Linked DNA regions of Mus musculus: region 1 is linked to region 2. Evidence: chromatin contacts called from public Hi-C data. All regions are on one chromosome and are shown on one strand. The core of a region is the stretch at or near the end of the contact, and the rest is flanking DNA. Distances in the headings are between cores, read along the strand shown. Region 1 overlaps Cradd (CASP2 and RIPK1 domain containing adaptor with death domain). Region 2 overlaps Cradd (CASP2 and RIPK1 domain containing adaptor with death domain).

Region 1 (4,322 bases), core at 1,378-3,877, 100 kb before region 2:
TACAGCTGTCACACAGAAGCATATATAACTGTCATACAGCAGCATATACAACTGTCACATGCAGCATATACAACTGCCACACAGCAGCATATACAACTGTCACACAGCAGCATATACAACTGTCACACAGGAGCATATACAGCTGTCACACAGAAGCATATACAGCTGTCACACAGCAGCATATACAACTGTAAAATAGAAGCATATATAAGAAAAAGAGCCCAAGAGAAGGCACAAGAGTCAAACACCCACTTGTCTATAAGAAGCATTCTCCCAGGAACTTGGGAAGCTATTTCCCACTTGCCAAAAGTAGTTTTCTTTTTAGCCATAGCAGAAGGGATGCATTGCTATTCCATTAACCTCTGCCTTCCTCTCAGCATAGGAAGGTCCATGCTAGCCTTCAGCCTCTCTCAGCCCCTACTCACAGATACTTGTTATACGCTTCAAAGCTTCCCACCCAGCTCGGAGGCTCCCTTCCTCCCAGGTGCCCAGCCCTTGTATCCCCTCAAGTTTTCCTCCCCCTTTCTCTGTACCCCGTACCCCATCCCCTTGGCAGTTTGGAATAAACTTTTACTTCTCCACCCTTGAAGTGGTAATTTTCATTTTTTTTCTCACCCCTTGCATTCAGTAGACACACACACACCCCTGCATAATAAAATGCATTGTTTTTGTTAGTATTTTGAGGAAACTTTGTTGGAGCAATGAAGAATATGACTCTTGTGCCTTCTGTTGGGCTCTTTTCCTTCTGTTGGTTTGTCTTGTCCAACTTCAGTGTGGTAGTTTTTTTATTTATCTTATTGTATTTTATCTTGTTATATTTAAAAAGCAAATTAACAAATGAATAAAAACCTAGCCACTAGGGTAAAGGTTACCGACTGATCTGTCCTTATACCTGCTGGGGGAGGGGAAATCAGTGTTCTCCAAGGAAGTGACACTGGGTACCTCATCCACTCCAGAGCAGCCCTCATGCTCAGGAGTAGTTGGCCAGTATATAATGGACTCCACAGGTGTGTGTGTGTGTGTGTGCGTGTGTGTGTGTGTGTGTGTGCTTACTTGGTTACAGGATTTTTGTTTGTTTGTTTTTTGTTTTTGTTTTTGGTGGTGGTTTATTTTGTTTCCTTTTGGGGGTTTTCCTGTTGCATTGGGCTTTTGACTGTGTTTGAGAAAGAACTTCACATTAGGTGGGTAGGGAGAGGTAGAAGACCTAGAAGGACTTGGGGGAGGGGAAGAATATGATCAGAATATATTTGAATTTAAAGAATTGTTTTAAATAATAAAGAGTACCACAATTAAAAGGGATATAAAATAATTTTATTTCACTTTCTCTTACCGCCTGGTGTACTCCCCCCCCCACCTCCTTTTTCTTACCTACTCTTTTCTTTTTCTCTAAAGGACTTCCTTTAACATTCCTTAGTTTGGGTTTGACTGCTGTGAACAGACACCATAACCAAGGCAGCTCTTATAAGGGCATTTAATTGGGGCTGATTTATAGGTTCAGAGGTTCAGTCCATTAGCATCAAGGCAGGAGCATGGCAGCATCTAGGCAGGCATGGTGCAGGAGGAGGTGAGAATTCTACATCTTCATCTGAAGGCTGCCAGCAGAATACTGGCTTCCAGGTAGCTAGGACAAGGGTCTTATAGCCCATGCCCACAGTGACACACCTACTTCAACAGGGCCATGCCTTCTAATTATGCCACTCCCTGGGCAGAGCATAGACAAACCATCACACCTTCCAATGCAGATATATTTCCAGAGATTCTCTCCAGCTTTGATTTAGAAATCCCTTCAGCTTGGAAGGATGAATTCACTAGACTCGAGGCTAATGTTTGTTTCTTTCCTACACTTTTAGGTCTCTTCACGCTTGGGCGATTTCTGAGCATTAGCAACAGTGTTCTCTTTGCTTCTCAAAAGCCAGCTTGCTTTTTCCCGATAGTTTACTTCAGGAATTTTCATTAATAATTTTTCACTAACTGAAGCTTGGACACAGTAAGCCTAACTGCATTGGCTTTGTGTGTGTTTCTGTGATACGTGTGTGCAGGGGTATGCACGTGCATATGTGTGTGTGTATACGTATGTATGTACATATATGTGCATATGAAGATATAACCGCGTATGCATGTGCATGTCTATGTGTATAGTATGTGTATACATGTGTATATTTATCCTGCATAATATTCTTTGAGCTTGGTGCACCTGTGGTTTTGTGTCCGACCTTTGGGGGGAGATTCTCAGCATTACCTCAAGCACTTCTGTCCCAGTCGTCGCTCTTCTTTCCTCTCCAGCGCTCCCCTGATACAGGCCTGTAGGTATCGCACAGCTCTGGCATGTTTTCTTGTCTCGGTTCTTCCTGCCTTTCAGTTGGTGGGATTCTGTTGATGTGATAGATACTGTTTCCTGAACACAGAGCTCACCAAAAGCTCTTCCTTATGGGTTCTTTCTCTGTGGCTCCCCGGCCTATCCATTCTTAACATGCTGACTACGTGTTAGAACCGTTCCCTTATAACCACAGTCGCGTTAAGTTCCTGATTAGTGATTTCTACTTATAATCGGACATGAGGGCTGCGTAGAGGGCACAGCTGTGACTGGGCCTCTAGCAGATGTGATAAGGCGTGGGAGTGAAGCCTCTTGTGGGTCCTCTGGTGAGGTCTCCGTGGTTTGGTGAGCCTGCGTAGCTGCTCTCTGAACCTCACAAGTGTTTCTTAGGTGAGAGGGTAGCGAGGTTGGGATGAAGTGGGGGTCAGTTATGATCTTATATTGGCCCGGCAGGTTATCTGTGGTTAGTTTCCCCTGTGCAGACCTGCCTGTGTCTTTCACACTGGATCCCTTTCTTCGTCCCCACCCGCTGGAAGCATGCAGGGGTTTTCCTGTGGACATTTCTGTCCCAATCCACTAGGTTCCTTCTCTGTGTCTGGTGGTTGTCTCTCCAGTGGTCGGGAGACTTGCTGCTGAATGGTCACTGTTTTCAACTCTCTGCTCGATAGGCAGAGGGGTGACTTTCTGAGCATCTTGGAATAAGAAAACAATTTTTGACCTACTTTTTGTTTTTAAACATTTATCTGTGTGTGTCTGTGTGTGTGTGTGTGGCGTGCGCGCGCGCGTGCACGTGTGCTTCCATGTGCATCCCATGTTGGCATGTGTGCAGATCAGAGGATTTTCCACCATGTGAGTTCTGGGTATTGAACTCAGGTCATGAAGTTGGTGAGCAAGCACCTTTACCCACCAAGCCCCCTTTTACTTTTTTTTTTTTTGTCTTTGAAAAGAAAATGTAAGGCTGGTGTAGCAGCACAGGCCTTTAAGCCCAGCACTGAGGCAGGTGGATCTCTGTGAATTTCAGGCCAGTCTGGTTTACAAAGTGAATTCTAGGGCAGCGAGTGCTACATAGTAAGACAGTGTCTTAAAAACAAAAACAATAACAACTACAACCCCAAAACAATAACAACAAAAGAAGATGAAGTGTAAATACCCCCCCCACCCTCCGGTCGAGATACTGGCCCTGGCCGCTCTTGCAGAAGGAATGAAGACGAGGATGTAATCACGCCCAGGTGTGCTGGAGGAGGAGGCTTTTATTGTTGATGGGAGAGAGCGCGCAGCCAGAGGCAGCCAGAAGAGTCCAGATCAGGGGGAGAAACTAGCAGACTGAACTGGGCCATGAGAAGGGAGGGGGTGAGCATGGAGAGAATAAGGGGGAGGGGGAAGAGAGGAGGCCAAGAGAGGAACCAAGAGGCCAAAGGGGACAAACGAGGGTGGCCACAATGGCTGGGTTATATAGGAATCAGAAGCTCGGGGAATGGAAGATGTGGTAGCTTTTCCTGGTCGTCAGCTTGACGACATCTGAAATGAACTCCAATCCAGAACTGGAGGGCACGCCTGTGATCCAGATCTTGAGGCTGGAAGGCACAAGTGTCTGACATAGATCTTGAGGTGTTGTGGTCATGAAAAGCTTAGGCCCAGGCAAGGTAGTACATGAGACTTAATTCCAGGAGGCTGAGGCAGGGAGTTCAAAGGTCAGCCTGGGACAAAGCAAATCCCAGATCCAGGAGTGGTGATACACACCTTTAATCTGGGTCACACCCTACCTTAAGGACATTGGAAGAAGGAAGATTTGCTCTACTTGCAATGACTTGCCAGCACATCTGTTGAAATCTACTCCTGCAGGATTCCAGCTTATACAAAAGACCAGGTGAATCACCTAGCCTCATGGGACTGAGCAACTACTAGATTCGTGGATTCCCATCCACAGCTGCCCATTGTTGGGCTAGTTGGACTGCAGACTGTAAGTCATCACAGTAACTTCCCTTAATATAGAGAGGCATTCCATAAG
Region 2 (3,942 bases), core at 582-3,081:
CAAACAAACAAACAAACAAAAAACAACCAATTCCTTACCCCAGAGAGCAGCTATGCTCACCCAGGAAGCAGCTGCACATTTGATGGGAATGAGTCAGGTTGTCAGATCTATAGCAGTTCATTTTTCTGAATAAGAAATATATATTTTTTTACATTGGCAAACAAAACAAAACAGCAACAGCAGCAACAACAACAACAAAAACCAACCCAAAAATGAATGTCATTTGCCTACCCCGTTCAGTCTGCCTGCCTGGCCCCAAGCAGCTGTAGTTCTTGCCAAATGGCTAAGCACAAACGCCTGACTCAGCATTTTCTTGCTCGCTGCTTCCAGCATCATGTAGTGATTACGACTCGTCAGTTCTCCCGACTCACTGTCTCCCCACAGCCCCCCATCCTCCCCCACTCCTTGTCTAGAGCGATATAAAGGCGTGCACATCTACTCCAGCACCCGATGCTAAGTTGCTGCAAGACCAGCTGCTACTTCCCATTCATCCAGCTTCTCATGGCTTCCCCGTACAAACCCTGCATGTAAATATAGAGGAATCCAAGCTATACTGAGAAGGGAAAGGAAAAGAATCCCCACAAAGTATTGTCATCATTCAGGGAACATCTGTCCATGCATGGAGATGATGGATGGATAGATGGATGGATGGATGGATGGATGGATGGATGGGCAGGCAGATGGACAGACAGACAGAAGGACAGATGGACAGAAGGATGGACAGACAGATGGGTGGGTGGATGGATGGGTGGGTGGACAGACAGACAGGCAAAGTGAGATGGGGTGTTTTTAATAGAAGAGCAGTCAACAGCTTTATTACAGAGCTTTATGGGAACTGTAGTTCAACTACAGCCAACAAGAGATGTAGTTATAAACTAGGAGATGGTCTAGAAAAGCCGATATGTATTGTACTATTTTGAAAGTTTGAAAATGATTACTTAATTTTCTCAAACTCACCCACTGTCTTAGTTAGGGTTACTATGGCTGTGACGAAGCATCATGACTGAGCAGTGTGGGGAGGGAAAGGGTTGCTTGGCTTCCTCTTCTACACGCCCTGTTCAGCATTAAGGTTGGGCCCTCCTGCATCCCTTACTAACTAAGAAAACACCCTGCAGGCTTGCCTACAGCTGGATCCCAGGGAGGTATTTCCTTAATTGAGGTTTCCTCCTCTCTAGCCTGTGTCAAGTTGACATAAAACTAGCCTCTCCTCCCTAAGATAATGGGTTGGGGGGTGGGGGAACTGAGTGGGAAAGAATTCTGACCTTTGAATAAACATTTTTTCATTGTAAAAAAATGCTATTTATTTCTCTTTACAAAGTTGGGAGAGGGGTGAAGAACTTTCCTAGTGGGCTTTGTATTTTCTAGTTGTTTCTGTGGTGGAGCTAGTGTTGCTGGTCAGTTCTCTCCCACTCTGGAGTACTACACATACACACATACACACACACACACACACACACACACACACACACACACACAGCTACATACATGAATGTTGAGCTAAGGCATCCTTTACAATCACTCTCTTATCCCAAAGCGTCAGGGGAGAGACTGCTGTATGCAAAGCATTGTTCTGGGCACCTGGGTGCATCACTGGGCAAATGGACGAAGCTCCGTTTGCTCAACAGGAGTTGACAGCTCCAGGGACATTGAGCGGTGCCAGGGACGGGAAACCGCAGCAGCACACAGACAGTGGGTAAGAGGTTACAAGGTCATAGGTGGACAAGGGAGATCTCAGAGGAAGTAGGAACTGCATCTGAGAGCTGTGAAGGTGGTACAGCTTGATGAGAAGTTCTACTTGTGACCGAGGAAGTGTCCCACAGAAAGGGGAGAGCTATGATAAAGCTGTGGTCTGAGGGCGGAGCTCAAGGAAGGAGAAACAGCCATGTCAGGTCCTGGTGAGGCTGTGGAAGGTGTGGCTCCCCGAGAACATCTCAAATGTTTTATACAGTTTGGAAAAAAAAAAAAACTGTAGCAAATATTCATCTCACTGGTTTTTTTTTCCTTCAGAAGGTTTGTGGTCTTTACAAAACAGAAATAATGGATTAACCAAAATTTATTCTGAAGAGCCTGCACGGCTTGCTTCTATTTTAACAGCTGTGTAAGGGGATGCAGTGCTAAATGATTAGTGGAGGATTTAATGAGAACTCAAAAATCACAGTCTGAAGAAAATAATAAAATCACTTCTGAAAGACAGTACCACATTACAGCTAGATGAAGCCTTGGGTGCCATCTGGCTTTATCATTTACAAATGATCGGTCTGGGAAATGTGAAGTGACTTAGCCCATGCTACCTGGTTACCTGCTTGGTGACAGGCTTGTCTTTAGAGACTGACCAGACCTGCTAATCCAAGGCCCAGAGCATATCCACACTAATTTAGTGAAAACGCAATTGTTGATAACAGTCTCATTGAGTTTCCTAGACTTGACAGTCAAATCCAAGTTCCCATCACAGTGAGTAGGATGTTATTTGTGTTTGCAATATGGCCTTCATCTTTGGGGTATACTGGAAATTGGTTGCAGGAAGATCAAATAGTTGATTCCTCTGCCTTTTGGGGAACACTGGATGTGCTTTGTGGTTGCCCATCAGAATGAAGGTTTCTAGTTGGCTTGCTTTTCCAGGTGCTTTTCTTACAGCCTCTGCTGCCTTCTGAGCTGGAGGTAAAAAGATGCCAGAGCACAGCATAGACACCAAGGCTCCCTCCCCAGCGTCCACTCACCTGAGGCTCCCTCCCTAGCATCCACTCACCTGAGGCTCCCTCCCCAGCATCCACTCACCTGAGGCTCCCTCCCCACCATCCACTCACCTGAGGCTCCCTCCCCACCATCCACTCACCTGAGGCTCCCTCCCCACCATCCACTCACCTGAGGCTCCCTCCCCACCATCCACTCACCTGAGGCTCCCTCCCCACCATCCACTCACCTGATCCCTCCTCAGCATCCACTCACCTGAAAGGAAAGTAGTCAAAAGCAAAAAATAAACCCTGACACCAAATCACCAGCAGCATACAAAGTTTGGAGAAGTGTCATGTACGGAAATGTCTTTAGAAACCCTTTTTAGGACCTAAAACCCCTTACCTACTAACCACCAACCCCCTTCCTCCCTCCTGTCCCAGCTGCCACACTGTTCTCTGCCTCTGTGACCACGATGATGTCAGGTCCTTCCTCTGAGTGGAACCGCAGGGTGCTTGCCTTCTGTGGAGAGGCCACATTTACCTAGCACAGTGTCCTCACAACTAGCCCATGTTGTAACATGTCAGAACTTTATTTCTTTTGAAAGCCAAATAATATTCTACTCGAAATGTTGGATAACCAAGTTGGTACCAGAGTTCTCCAAAGCAACACTCCCAACCACAAAATAGGAGTGAGGTCTATAAACTTGAAAATTATGCAAGGGGGAATAAAATTGTTTATATAGCATAATGGTATGTTTATAGTTCAAAAGTATCATGTTAAATAGTTTGAAATAATGTATAACTAGTTCTCTAAATATAAAGACATTGTTCTAATGAGACAGTAGGCAGTCTTGACCTGAAACTCCTCAGAGACTACAGCAACTGTGAACATCTCTTGTAAGAAGTTACCTAGAGATTGTTGCAGGGAAATATTAAAAAGTAAACCTGGTTGGCCCATGCTCCTGCACTCCTGCCAAACTGCCACAGGGCTCCCTCTGGGCCACTCTCTGGCGGGCCCCTCCCCCCTCAGTTCCTCTCACTACCACATGGTCAGCCATCACATCACAATATCCAGTACCCTGGTAGAATCAAGACTCTTAATGCTGAACCGGGTGTGGTGGCACATGCCTTTAATCCCAGTACTCGGGAGGCAGAGGCAGGCAAATTTCTGAGTTTGAGGCCAGCCTGGTCTACAAAGTGAGTTCCAGGACAGCCAGGGCTATACAGAGAAACCCTGTCTCGAAAAACCAAAAGAAAAAAAAAGACTCTT

The links. A called contact is a pair of places that touch in the nucleus more often than the background predicts.
Region 1: a contact with region 2 is called in a Hi-C map of CD8 T cells, with 1.7 times the contacts expected there. The contact joins two enhancer-like sites. A contact is called at or near these places in 7 of 484 Hi-C or Micro-C datasets (CD8 T cells, embryonic stem cells and pro-B cells), 4 of 115 datasets of contacts at active chromatin or transcription factors (embryonic stem cells, heart atrium and memory CD8 T cells) and 1 of 9 other capture datasets (embryonic stem cells).

What each region holds. Positions count from the first base shown.
Region 1 is chr10:95,281,881-95,286,202 of GRCm38.p6, reverse strand. The region is part of intron 2 of Cradd (CASP2 and RIPK1 domain containing adaptor with death domain); the gene reads left to right. Among named protein-coding and RNA genes, the nearest start is that of Cradd, 40 kb to the left of the region's middle. Within about 2 kb of position 2,627, at least 24 of the 459 cell types and tissues checked have an H3K27ac peak or open chromatin away from gene starts, as enhancers often do. A contact at or near this core is called in CD8 T cells and memory CD8 T cells, where this site is marked.
Region 2 is chr10:95,178,195-95,182,136 of GRCm38.p6, reverse strand. All of the region lies in intron 2 of Cradd (CASP2 and RIPK1 domain containing adaptor with death domain), which reads left to right. Among named protein-coding and RNA genes, the nearest start is that of Gm29684, 34 kb to the right of the region's middle. Within about 2 kb of position 1,831, at least 98 of the 459 cell types and tissues checked have an H3K27ac peak or open chromatin away from gene starts, as enhancers often do. A contact at or near this core is called in CD8 T cells and memory CD8 T cells, where this site is marked.